Regions from separate parts of the Canis lupus genome. Here region 1 is linked to region 2. A link is a contact called in public Hi-C data. All regions are on one chromosome and are shown on one strand. The core of a region is the stretch at or near the end of the contact, and the rest is flanking DNA. Distances in the headings are between cores, read along the strand shown. Region 1 has its middle 190 kb from the start of TMSB4X. Region 2 has its middle 4.0 kb from the start of TMSB4X.

Region 1 (7,466 bases), core at 1,115-3,614, 190 kb after region 2:
ATAGCAGCTTTATTCATGATTGCCAAAACTTGGAATCGAGTTCCGTAGGGAATGGATACATAAACTGTGGTATGTCCAGACAATAGAACATTATTCAGCTTTAAAAAGAAATGAGTTCCCAAGCCATGAAAAAAATGAGGAGGAACCTTAAATGCATATTATTATGTGAAAGAAGCCAATCTGAAGACGCTGCATGCTGTATGATTCCAGCTATATGATATTCTGGAAAGAGCAAAACTATGGAGACAGTAAAAAAATCAGTGGTTGCCAGGGGTTGGGTGGAGGAAAGGATGAATAAATGGGATGTAGAAGAGTTTTTAAGGCAGTGAAACTATTCTGTGTGATACCATAATGATGGAGACATGTCTATTATACATTTGTCCAAACCCATAGAATGTACAGCATCACGAGTGAACCAGAATGCTGTAGGGTGAACTATGGACTCTGGGTGAGGATGACGTGTCAAAGCAGGTTCACCAACATGGTGGGGGATGTTGCTAATGGAGGAGGCTGTGCATGTGTGGGGGTAGGGGATATGGAAAATCTTTGTACCTTCCTCTCAGTTTTGCTGTGAACCTAAAACTGCTCTCAAAACACAGTCTTAAAAAAAAAAAAAAAAAAAAGGCTGCAAAAGACAGTAGATCATAGTACAATCAATTTAACATCTGTTGTTTTCTATTGTGCTTACCTCCTTATAATTCCAGCCTGGCCCCTGGAGGCGTCTGAATTTGCAACCCTCTGATCTAGACCAAGCTCTTTATAGATGAGGGAGGAGTGAGGAGATGGGCCAAACTCTTTCCCCAAGGTTCAAGAGGGAAACCAGACTTGAAATCCAAGCCTGTGACAGTGATCACGCCAGTGTGAATCAATATACACACGCCAGCACTCTCTAGTACATTCAGGAAAAGCCATATCATGCATTCATTTATTTATTGTTTCAGCATTCATTCCTCATGCACAATGTTCTTATTTGCACGCACACAATTAAATATTAGATACATAAATCAGAGGTTCTCATGTATTACCTAATAACAGCATTGGACACGTGACATATTTGGCCCGTGATATTTATTTAGCATCCCCTCCAAATGCTTAAAGATAGAGATGTTCCAGCAACAAGTTCTATTTCTGAAATACCAAATTGAAACTTGGAACTTATTATATGAGACCGGATGGCTCTTCCATCTATCAAGACAGAATGAAAACAGCTGCCCTCTTAAAATGTGTGAGCTATGGCCAAACCATTTCTCTTCTGTTCAAAGACATTTGACACCATCTAGGCTTTTTTTTTTTTTTTCTTTAATTTTATGTTTACCATTTTAGCGTTAAAAGAATTGTAAAAAAAAAAAACAAAACAAAAACAAAAACAAAAGCAATGAACAACAACAAAACCATGGAACAAAAAATTCAAAATAGTAAAGAACAAAGAAAGTTACTAAATTACACTTGAATGCTGCCTCTACAAAAGGGTTTGGGAAACTATGGCCGGCACGTCAAAGCCAGCCCACCATCTGTGTTTATAAATAAAGTTTTATTAGAAGACAGCCATGTCCATTCATATTTTCTATGTCTACTTTCATGCTACTGTGGCAGGGTAGAGTAGGGGAACAGAGACCTTATGGCCGACAAAGCCTAAAATATTTACTATCTGGCTATTGGTGAGAAAAGATTACCAAACCCGCTCTTGATGATGTATTAGGTTGTGCCCTATGAAATTGCCAACCTTTGGCAGTTTTGACCTACACTTTCATCTGGTTCACTTTTTTAAAATTTTAGGTTTTTTATTTAATTCATTTGAGAGAGAGAAAGTGAGTGAGAGCATGAGCTGAGCGGGGTGGGGTGCTGTCAGGGGGAGAGGGAGAAGCAGACTCCCCGCTGAGCAAGGAGCCCCAAGCAGGGCTCCACCTGAGCTGAAGGCAGATGCTTAACGGACTGAGTCACCCAGGCGCCCCCATATGGTTCAGTCTCAAAAGTGAAGGATATTATTCAACTTGTAGTGACTCTTGAAACACAAAACAGAATTTCACAATGGCCATGTTTATCAAGAAAATCACTTCCTCATCTAAAACATAAATAAAATAAAAACCATCCTTCCTTTTCCCCAGAAAATGGACACAGACTAGACTGCCTCACTGGCCTTGAAACAGAATTTTCTAGTGAGAGATTTTGCAGTTCTCCGTAGACCTAGATCCACCTTCCCCCACCTATAAAAATCTCTCTCAATGGCAATTAGTCATCCATGAGGACTTGTTCTTAGCTCCCTCTGCGCATGCCATTTATGCAAGCACTTATAAGTCTGTGTTTCACCTAAGAGATGGCACTAATATGCTTGCATAACGTGGGTCTTTACAGATCACCGCTAACATAACAGAGTGAACCTCTGCTCAGATGGCCTCAAGTTACACCACACCCATAGCTGCCAATTTCTATCTTCCTGTAGAAATATCCAGCATTGGGCAGCCTTGGTGGCTCAGCAGTTTAGCGCCACCTTCAGCCCGGGGTGTGATCCTGGAGACCAGGGTTCAAGTCCTGAGTCAGGCTCCCTCCACAGAGCCTGCTTCTCCCTCTGCCTGTGTCTCTGCCTCTTTCTCTCTCTCTGTCTCTCATGAATAAATAAATAAAATCTTTAAAAAAAAAAAGAAGGAAAGAAGAAAGAAAGAAAGAAGAAAGAAAGAAAGAAAGAAAGAAAGAAAGAAAGAAAGAAAGAAAGAAAGAAAGAAGAAAGAAAGAAATATCCAGCATGGTGACAGGGCATGAGCTTAGGCGCGGGACTTAGGTCAACTTACTTTGGAATTCTGGCACTACCTCTTACCCGTTGTTTGAGCTTGGGCAAGTTTTGTAGCTTTGATAAGCCTGACTTTCCTCAACTGTAAAATGGGGGTGGATGCCTATTTTGCAGAGGATTAATAATTATGTGTGGGGCGCCTGGGTGGCTCAGTTGGTTAAGTGTCTGACTCTTGATTTTGGCTCAGGACATGATCTCAGGGTTGTGGGATCAAGCCCCGCATTGGGCTCCACACTAGGTATGGAGCCTGCTTAAGATTCTCTGTCTCAGGATGCCTGGGTGGCTTAGCAGTTGAGTGTTTGCCTCTGGCTCAGGGCGTGATCCCAGGGTTCTGGGATCGAGTCCCACATCAGGCCCGGGAGCCTGTTTCTCCCTCTGCCTATGTCTCTGCCTCTCTATCTCTCATGAATAAATAAATTAAAAAAAAAAAAGATTCTCTGTCTCCCTCTCCTTCTACCCTTCCCCACCCCTCTGTCTGTCCCCCTCCTACTAATTATTATTATTATTATTATTTTATTATTATTATTATGTGAGCAAAGTGCCTGACAATTAGCAAATAAGTCGAACCACATGAAATTGCTACCCCCCAAAGTAGCAATAGCATGTCATTTAACCCAAAGTTGTCACCGTGGGGATTGGTTGCCATCATTGTGTGTACATGGGCTGGACCCAGGTAAAATGGACATAGCACTGTGTGCCACCTGGAGCTTCCAGTCAGGGTCTGGACTAGGATGAGGCTGGTAAGGCACTCAAGGTTCAAAATTTAAGAGGCACTCACTCTCAGGTGTAGCCCCTGTGTTGGCATGACTCTGAGAGCATCGGCTGTCCTAAGTTATCCTCCTGAGGCACCTCTCTTGACCCTCCAGAGTTCCAGCTGTTGCAGGGTTCCCCTTATCTAGCTGAGAAATTCCTCATTTCTTTAGCTCACCTGATTTGTGCCTGTCCCTAACCTGAAAACCATCTCTTGGGTGACCCTTTAATAACTAAGGGATAAATGAGTCATAGCACATTGTAACATTACACCTTCCCCAAAATGCTTGCTGCAAGAGAGGATCAAAATCTTAATTAAAAAAGCACCAAGGCGGGCTTTAAGGCATGACTTAGTGGAACAGAATATTGCAAGAGACCAGCAACCTGTGGGGATCCTGAAAACTTTATCAGTTGGCAGATAGTGTCTCGTGTCGCCCCACAGGTCTAAGCACATGAACATGTAGCCACGGAGAGACTGATGCACTGGGGACTTCAAGTGAGTCTTGGAGAATGGTTAAATGGTCAGTTAGGTGAGAAGGGAAGGCATTTTAGCATGATTGAAGGCACATTCCAAAGGATCCCTTCTTCTTTCCTTTTTTCCTTCTCCAAAAATGACTTGATATGACGAAGGACTGGTGTGGTAACCAACTTCCAAGATGGCCCCCAGTGACTGTCCCCTCCTGCTATTCATGCTCTAGTGATTCCCCTCCCACACTGGATCAGGGCTGGTCTGGGTGACCAATGCTATATGATGGCGGTGAAGGTATGTGACTTTTCGGGTTAGCACATAAAGGAGATTGTGCCTACTGCTTTGCTCTCCTAGCTCTCCTAGCTTGCTTCGCTCTCCTAGCATGCTCACTCTTAGAGAAGCCAACCACCATGTCATGAGGATACTCAGCAGCCCTTTGTGAAGAGAACCATTCGGGAAAGGACCCGAAGCGCCATTCCAACAGCCAGCACCAACTTACAAGCCAAGTGAGTGCAGCATCTTCAAGGTGGATCCTCAGGTCCCAGTTAAGCCCTCAGATGACTCCAGCTCCAGCTGACATCAGACTACAACCTCCTGAGAGAACTTGAGCCAGAACCAGCCCTGTCAACTTTCACAAATTCCTAACCCACAGAAAATATGTGATAATAAATATTTCTTGTTTTAAGCTGATAAGTTTTTTTTTTTAAGATTTTATTTATTTATTCATGAGAGACATCGAGAGGGAGAGAATCAGAGACACAGGCAGAGGGAGAAGCAGGCTCCATGCAGGGAGCCCGATGTGGGACCCGATCCCAGGTCTCCAGGATCACGTCCTGGGCTGAAGGCAAGCGCTCAATTGCTGAGCCACCCGGGCATCCCTAAGCTGATAAGTTTTAAGTAACAAGTTCCATAGCAACACAACTAGAATTCAGACCAAAAAACCCCTCCTTATATCGATCAGAAAAGGACAAACAACACTATAGAACAATGGGCAAAAGACTTGAAGAAACAACATACAAAAAAAGAATATCCAAATGACCCATAATCATGTTGTTATAGACTGAATGTTGGTGCCCTCCTAAAATTCACATGTTGAAACCTAATCCTCAACATGAGAGTATTTGGAAGTGAGGTCTTTGAGAAGTGATTAGGTCATAAGGGTGGAGCCCTCATGATTGGGATTATGGCCTTGGGACGGAGACCCCAGAGAGCTCCCTCACGCCTTCTGCCATGTGAGGACATGGCGAGAAGACAGCTGTCTGTGATCCCGGAAGCGGGCCCTCTTCTCCAGACATCAAATCTACTGATGCCTTAATCGTAGATGTGCAGCCTCTAGAACTATGAATAATACATGTCTGTGGCTTATAAGCCATTCAGTCTATGATGTTCTTTTATAGCGGCCTGAACTAAGATAGAAACTGATCCCAAGAATTGGGGGTGCTGCTGTAATAAATACTGTAAAATGTGGAAGTGGCTTTGGAACTGGCTGATGGGTGGAGGCCAGCAGAGTGTAGTGGTGCCTGCTAGAGAGACAGAGAGCCTGGGTGGCCAGGATTGAGCTGTTCGGGGCAATGCTGAGCACTCAGAAAAGAAAGACAAGCAGTGTATACAGAAAGCTTCAGACTTGGAGAACCCGGAACCCAGAACAGGATGGCAGCAGGAATATGAATGGGAGGGGCACCTGGGTGGCTCAGTAGGTTAAGTGTCTGCCTTTGGCTCAGGTCATGAGCCCAGGGTCCTGGGATCGAGCCCTGCATTGCTTGGGCTCCCTCCTGCTTGTGCTTGCTCTCTCTGTCTTTCAAATAAACAAAAAAATAAATAAATAAACATAAAATCTTGAAGAAGAAGAAGAAGAAGAAGGAGGAGGAGGAGGAGGAGGAGGAGGAAGAAGGGGAGGAGGAGGAGGAGAAATACTAATGGGAAAGCCTGATGGGGTTTTGGACAGAAATGAGGAACGTGTTATTGGACACCGTACGAAGGTGATCTTGTCATAAAGCAGCTGAGAACTTGGCTAGAATACTCGTGTTCTAGTATTTTGTGGAAGGGAGACCTTGCAAACGATGAAAGTGGACTGAAGCTACCTATAAGCCAAGTGTTGAAGGTGTGGCTTGGCTCTTACTGGCACTGCTTACAGGACAGCTTGGGGAAGAGAGAAATGACTTAGAATTGTGAAGCGAAAAAGAAGCAGAGCTTAAAGATTTGGACAATCTTCAGCTGATCCAGATTGCAAAAAATGAGAATGCTAACGATGTGCCCAAGTGACCTAGATAAGGAGGTTAGTGTGAGTCGCCATCTCTCCAGAAGCTAGGAGCTGCATCCCAGACAGCGGAAGGAAGAACGACCTCCAGGGCAATTCAGAGATGCTCAGAGTGGCCACCCCCAGACGGAGCAGGCCCAGGTGCGGGGGTTGGGGGGCACCCAGTGCCTGCAGGCCCTCAGCACTTGCTGCCCGCTGCCACCTCACCCCTGGGCTGTGCTCCTCACACACTGGCACCGCCTTCCTTGGCTGCCTCGGTCTGGCTCTGGCAGGCTAGCGGCTGCCCCTCTGGAGGCCCATGGCAGCAAATTTGGTGGCATCTACACAATGCGATTTCTGCTGCACACAGAGAGCCCAGGCCCGGGGGCCGGGGCTGCCTCCACCTAAATGTCAAAAAATGGCCTACTCGGGGTTTTTTAACAATGGGCCCCAAATGGGGTTACTTGTGCTAAGCCCCACAATGGCAAATCAAGACTTAATACTTAACCTACCTGCAGTCTCGGCCTCTCCCAGAAATGTACTATTAACCCACCTGGAATTATTACCTGTTAGCCCTGGTGAGGAATCCGCCCAGCAGACCCCTTCCATCCCCCATGGAAAGGTGACCTTGCCTGAGACCATCCACTTTTTGCTTGAAACTTCCTTTCCCTGCCCCTTTCTGCCTATAAGAGCCTTCCATTTTGTACAGCTGTTTGGAGTTCCTTTCTGTCTGCTGGAAAGGTGCTGCCGATTTCAGGAATTATTGAAGAAAGCCAATGAGATCTTTAAAATGTACTCGTTTGAATTCTGGCTTTGTGCAAGTCTTCCTCACTGTAAGAAAAGATTTTTTTATTATTATTATTTTTTTAATTTTTAAAGATTTTATTTATTCATGAGAGATACAGAGAGAGGGAGGCAGAGACATAGGCAGAGGGAGAAGCAGGCCCCATGCGGGGAGCCTGACGTGGGACTCGATCCAGGGCCTCCAGGATCAGTCTCTGGGCTGAAGGCAGCGCTAAACCACTGAGCCACCAGGTGCCCCAAGAAAAGATTTTGAAAGCACCCATTTTCCGTGATTAGAAGGCAAGAGGCTCCCGGGTCAGATCCTGACATTCATCGTTCTGAAGTCCAGGCTCAAGATGAAGTCCCGTTCGGGTGCCTATTCCTCTAATTCAGCAGTAGGCAGATTCTAGCTCGCAGGCAAAATCTAGCCAGCCATCGTTTTT
Region 2 (6,571 bases), core at 2,245-4,744:
GACTAGGGTCCACAGAAGTCCAAGAGAGCTTTGCAACGAATCTGGGGGGGGGGGGGGTCCATGAATTTAGAGAGGAAAACGTGACATCTTTCCATTAACCTCTAAGGGAGCCTTAGCATTTCCTTCCAGGGGGCCTGCAGGCGCGTCTCTAAGCAGGGGCTGCCCTAACGAAACGCCAGGGAGCAAGCCGCTGACACCACACACAGGTAGTTCTCACCGTCCTGGGGGCCGGGAAGTCCAAGACCAAGATGTGGGCACATTTGCTTCCTGCTGAGAACCTGTTTCTTGCTCGGCTTGTGGGCCCTGTGGACGGCCGCCTTCCTTCGGACGACCAGCGGGGAAGCTCGGTAGCCTGAGCGGTTCCTGTGACCGTGTCGGCAACGGGCATCGCGGGTGTTTTCACGTCTGCTCACACTCTGCAGATGTCTGCACACTCGCCACCGTTCTGAATTTATGCGGGACCCGAGGCCGACTGTCGGATCGTGGGATTTACTGCGCGCAGACGTGCGGGTTGCACTACGTGTCGGTGTTTAAGGCTTTTTTGGTACCGTATGGAAATCCAATTGCTTTCCTTCTCCATCTCGGGGGTGGTTTGCTGGTTAATTTTAGGCATTTACATAATTCTCAGAAAGGGTCTCTGGGCTTCCTCAAATTGGCCCGGCACAGGAAGAGTTAAGAACCAGACTCTCACTCCACCCCCAGCTCCCCTCCCATTTCCTCTTTACCAGACGCCGCCCGCGTGAGGAAATGGGACTATGATTTACTTTTCTTTCTTCTTCTCTCTCTTCTTACCCCCCTCTCCCCACCCCGCTTTTTTTTTTAATGGAGGTAAAATTCACCTAACGTAAAATTAACACTTGGAAAAGCGAACAAGGCAGTGACATTCCGTACATTCGCAGGGCTGTGCGCCCCCCCACACCCCCTTGTCCTCATTCCCATTTTCATCCCCCTAAAAGGAAACCTTAGACCTGCCCAGCAATCGCACCCCCTGGCTTCCCGCCGCAGCCCCTGGCAACCTCTAATCTCCTTCTCTGCCTATGGATTCATCTATTCTGGATGTTTCACAGGAATGGAATCCTAGGGTACGTGGTCTCTTGGATCGGGCTGCTTTCGCTCAGCAGGCTCTCCAGGCTCATCCACGTTGCACCGGGACAGCATTCCTCTTTAAGGATAAATACTATCCCATCAATGGCACCACCACAGTTCATTTATCCGTCCGTCCATCGAGGGGCATTTGGCTCATTCGACCTTTGTGCTCTTGGACTGTGCTGCCATGAACAAGACGAGAATCTGAACACATGCTTTTGACTGAGTCCATTCTAACCTAAAGTGAGATTTAGTGACTGTAGTGTCTGTGAACCTCAATTGTCCATATCGTCTTTACCAACTCAGACAATTGAGTCCTGGCAGGCAATAAATTGCACAGCAAAGGCCTAGAACTCAGGCATCCTTTGCCGGTGCTTTCATTTGCCTTGTGTTTGGCCTTTGTGTGAGAGAGTGACATCCCCCTCTTCTTGCTTCGGTGCAAAATGTATCCGTGGAATCCTCCCCCACGGAAGCCTCCTGCGAGCGAAGGCATCAGAGAGCATGGGAGGAGTGGGCAGAGATGCCGGTAAAGGCTCGCTTCTTCATTGACCTTGGTGCATGCCTGGGAATTCTGATGTGCAAGCAGACTAAGAGCTGTAGGCATCCCTCGGACCGGACAAAACAGCCAGGCCGGAAGGAAGGGAAGAGAACTGTTGTGCGTACCTGGCCCAGGCCCTAGAAACATGTGGTGATCACCAGCTCCAAAGGCAACTAGGCTCAGACTGAAGCTTAGCAGAGGGTGCAGGGGCTGACCCACCCGGGGACACACTCAGACCTTTTCACACTCAGGCCGCATAGGCGGGAAGGCTCAGAGAGAGCACGGTAGGCAGGAAGAAAGGGCATCTAAGTAGACGGACCCATTCCTGGGTCCTAGGAAAAGCTAGGCCACTGAGGGCGCACAGGGAATGACAGGGGCAGGACTGGCTTCATAGCTTGGGGACCTGGTATAAAATGAAAGCCTGGGGCCCTTTGTTCAAAATTATTAGCAATTTCAAGATAGTGGCTGCAGAGCATGAAGCCGAGCGAAGTGTGGCTTTGTGAGTGTGAGGCCTTGTGCCACCGCGTGGCTCACGCGGCCTCGGAGCCTGCCTTGCAGTGGCGAAGGGGTCCGGGTCAGCCAAGGAGGTTGCCCAAGGCCTACGTGAGGGGGGCCCTCAAATCCGGCGCCCGCCCGTGCTTTATTTCCCGTACCGGGATGCCATTAGCCACCTTCTGCTGATGCTGTGGGAACTGCATTGTATTTAAAAAGCACTGACGTCCACAGAAGAAGCACATTTTTAAGATACAGGAACACTTACAACTTGCTAATGATAATTCTGCTTCACAAACAGGAGGAAAAGTATCCTTTTTGTTTTTTAGCACAAAAGGCGATTGGGAGTATGCAATGCCTCCCCTTTAGATATGTTACTTGACCTAATTTTTTGTAACCAGTGTAACCTGAATGCTGGAAAACAATCAAAGTAGTTAAAAAAAAAGCCGTGTGAAACTGCCAATGTTCAAGGTAAGAATCCCCTTTATCGCGAGTACACTGGGCCCCGTAGGGTGAGGCAGAGAGCGAATTTCCGTGGTGAAATCATTTGAAAATTGAAGCAGGCAACTTTTTAATTTATTTCATACATGACTATGGTATCTGCCTTTCAAAGTTTTCTGATGGGAAAGTTGGATGATTTATTGTGATGGGATACAACTTAACCCTTAGCTGGGCCTGTAAGACAGAGTCTAAGGGCCTTCGGATTCTAGAAAAGCGGAATATTTAACTGAGGTGGCTTCTGAACCAACCAGTCTGAGTTTGAACTCCGCCTCTGGCTTTCACTGTGTGGTTTTGGGCAAATTATTTAATCTCCCCAAGACTCCCTCATCGGCAAAATGAGGAACATAATAGGGCCTCTGTCATATAGGTTGTGTAAGGCTTTTGGGAGATTATGCACAGAGACTTCCCGTCTGTGGGGAGCACTCAAAAAATGGGATCATCACGGTCGGGACTGCTGCTGCTGCTGCTGCTGTTTTGCTTAATTATTGTTACATCTGTTGGTATTATTGAATCTGGCCCGCCTGCCTCTTAGAATTATTTCCCTCACTTTCTAGCCTTCTGTGCAAGCCCCAGCCGCCCTAAGCTACTCACCACCCCCTGCACACACTCGAAGAGTCTCTGCCTGCTTTTTTCTGTTGCCCTTGCTGTGCATAGACCGAGCAACCACTTGGAGGGGATGTTGTAGAGGAGAATTCAAGCCACAGAAGGAAACTGGGTTGAATGAGATCCCCCCCCCCCAAAGTTCCTCTTGGCTCTAAAATGCCATCAGGCCCACAAAGAGAACAGGAAAGTTAGCAGCACGTTTGACATTCTCGAGAGTGTTCTTTGCCTCTTCTCTGCTTCACTGGGGTCCTGCACTGGCTCTGAGAACACTCACCGAGGGGGCCTCCGGTTCCATTGGGCCGAGGTGGAGCCACCGCAGGTGGGGTTCCGGGAGGCACACTCAGCTGGGGAGGGGGGAGATGCCCCAAGGGCGGGCGTAGAGCGGGTGGAGGGACCGTGCCCTTCATCTGGGCTGCGTGCCTTAGATTCTCTGAGCTTCAGATCCTTCAGTAGTAAAATGCGGCTGTTCGTGCCCTCTGCACGGGGTGAGGATTGAATTAGACATTGTGGACAGATAGCCCCTGTCGTTGTGGGGGGCGGTGGGGGGGGCTCGGGCTGTGTCTCTAAGGGGATTTAGATGAACAGAGAGAGATTGTGGGGTCACTGGGGATAGCCGGGTGCAGGCAGGCAGGGCAGACTGTAGGAGGCCCTGAAACCATGACAAGGGCACCAGGCCTTGCAAGAGCAAAGGGTTGGGAGCCTTCTCTTCCTCCTCTTCTCCTTCTGGCCAGTGCTCTGCACAGAATTTAATAAGTTAAACATAATGGGACTAATTTTCACGTACCCAGACCTCTGTGGCTGCTTCTCCAGCTTCGGGAATAGCTACAAATCTGTCCCAGGCTTACCCTGGAAAGGAACATCAAACCCAGCGGGCCCGGATACCTCTTCCTGGTTCCCCTGGGCACGGGCTTTGGAGGTGGGCCACCGTCCAGTGCAGGCCCTCTCGGCACACAGGTGCAGGGGCCCCTGGGCTGAGGCAGACCAGGCCCGCAGCAGGTGGGTGCCTCACCCATCTTCTACCCGAGGGCCCTGCGAGGGGAGCCTTGCCACTCTAAGCCTCTGTCTTTTCAATCGGGATTGAAAACCCCCGCCTGGGTGGCGGTCGCTCCCCTGCACACACTACCCCGCTCACAATGGTAGCTTCAGGGAGGCAGGAGTCGTCCCTGGCATCTGACACATGGATACCGAAAGGTTTGAATTATCTGGGGAAGGAAGCAAGGTGGCTAGAGCCACGGGTTCAGAGTTTGGCCGAGCTGGGTTCTGGAACCTTCCTCACTAAAGCAAGTCAGATCAACGCAATGCCTTAACTGTTTATTGAGCAACTGCTCTGTCCCCGGCACTGTGGGACCCAGAGCAGCCTGCCGCTCACATGCTTCCTGATGATTCTCAGGCGCAGGCTTGGGGGACGGCGGGGGGGGGGGGGGGGGTGTGGGGGGGGGGGTGGTGGTGGTGGTGGTGGTGAAGACTTTCATGAGCCCCTTAGCACAAATAATAGGCAGCGGCTACCGGCTGAGTTACGGCAAGGATGGATCTCTGACCTCAGTTTCCCCATCTGTAAACCTCTCCTCCTGGTGCGGGGGGTGGGGGTGCAGCAGGGGACAAAGGCAGAAGCACCTCTGACAATGCCTGACTTTTATAAGGCATCAACCAACGGGGGTTGTAAGTTTTTATTTGCTATAGAACTAACACAAGATTTCATTTTTACTAGTACTTTTTAGGAGAAATGACTAATCTTAAAAAAAACCTCTAGGGGCGCCTGGGTGGCTCAGGGGTTGATTGTCTGCCTTTGGCCTAGGTCGTGGTCTGGGGTCCCACATCGGGCTCCCCGCAGGGAGCCTGCTTCTCCCTCTGCCTGTGTGTCTGCCTCTCTCTGTGTATGTCTCATAAATAAATAAAATCTTTTTTAAAAATTAACTAAAAATGAAAAAATAAAAACCTCTAAAATTTGCACTTCCAAACACTATAATTTTTTTTTTCTCAACCTTCCATCCTAAATGATAATAATAAGAACATAAAGCACTTACTAGCTGTCACGCACCGTCCTGAGACTTCGGGGCTCCCGGCAAGCCCGTGAGGTGGGCACTGCAATGATCCCCTCTCACGGATGACAAAACGCAGGCCCAGAAACATTAATTCACATGGCGGGGGTCACACGACTCTTAACAATATTCCTTTAGTTTGCATTCCTTCTCAGGTGCCTCCCCCTGTCTTTGCACTCTCTAGGCCCCTGACCCGGTGGCAAGGCAAGCCCAGTAAGGAAGACCCCTCCCTTTTAAGCGAGGGCCCTTCCTTTCTTTCCGTCCCTATCTAAACACGGCGGAAGGCGAACTAGAAACATTCCCCAGGCGTTTCCAAATTTCCTCTCCTCCGTCTCTTCTGGAGACATTGTTCTGCAAGGCCTTACCCTTTGTAAGCAAAGGGCCTTGGGGACAAGAAGCAGTGCGTCGTTAATGGCCTTCCTTTGTATGGGGGGACCCCCGGGGAGGAAAGAAGTGATTTCTGACAGCGTTTGGGGTGTGGCAACATGGAATCAGGGAACCCACAGGGATGGTGGCAGTGTCAGGCAGCTGCCAGCCGAAACGGGCCATGCGTGATCTTTAAATGAGCTTCCACAGTGGAGGGGACTGTCAGGCCCGTCAACTAGGGTGCGGTCAGGGGGAGGTGTAGCCAGAGAGGTGACATCCTGTTTGGAGAGCAGAATGGCAGCCACCTCCCCCCACCCCCCAGAGCACGAACTGGGGAGCCAGTCAATCACCTGCTCCTGCCCCCCACCCCCAGCCCTGCAGCCTCCCCACCCCCCACTCCAAGAAGGAAGTCAAGTGGATAAAGAAATGGGGAAGTCCGAGCTGCCTCTGCAGTGGCTTTTGAGGGTCTATATAACACTTGACTTTAATCCCCAGGGGACAAAAGCCTCAGCCATGAACGTGCTGAGCAGGGGGGTTCTGGAAACATTTCCTTAGGATGCGGAAAGGGATCAGAAGTATTGTGCCTACTGCTTTGTGTCTCAAAATCCTCTCAAGTGGGTCTTTTCCAACCTGCGGGTCCTTTGCGTTTGCACGTGCCGCTGGGGGGCACAGGGCACGCCAGTGGTGGGTGATTTCTGCGGCAAAGGGGTCACCGGTGCTCCCAGGCAAGGGGCCATTTTGCAAACTGCTCCTGTCTCCCGAGATGTCCCATATTTCCGGGCGTACTTCGCAGGTCCCTTGCAAACCGGCTGGGGCCGAAGAGGCTCTTTGCACAACACAGCGAGATTTTTTAAATTTAATCTTGGATTTTAGAGCCGACGGGATTGCAGTCTTTGGCTCGGGACGCAGGCCTCCTTGGGGCAATCGCTTTTACGTTTAGGGGAAC

What was found. A called contact is a pair of places that touch in the nucleus more often than the background predicts.
Region 1: a Hi-C map of blood shows a contact between it and region 2, with 6 times the contacts expected there. The contact joins two enhancer-like sites. A contact is called at or near these places in 2 of 9 Hi-C or Micro-C datasets (both in blood).

What each region holds. Positions count from the first base shown.
Region 1 is chrX:9,591,092-9,598,557 of UU_Cfam_GSD_1.0, forward strand. No RefSeq gene overlaps it. Among named protein-coding and RNA genes, the nearest start is that of TMSB4X, 190 kb to the left of the region's middle. Within about 2 kb of position 2,365, at least 3 of the 20 cell types and tissues checked have an H3K27ac peak or open chromatin away from gene starts, as enhancers often do. A contact at or near this core is called in blood, where this site is marked.
Region 2 is chrX:9,395,032-9,401,602 of UU_Cfam_GSD_1.0, forward strand. No RefSeq gene overlaps it. Among named protein-coding and RNA genes, the nearest start is that of TMSB4X, 4.0 kb to the right of the region's middle. Within about 2 kb of position 3,495, at least 8 of the 20 cell types and tissues checked have an H3K27ac peak or open chromatin away from gene starts, as enhancers often do. A contact at or near this core is called in blood, where this site is marked.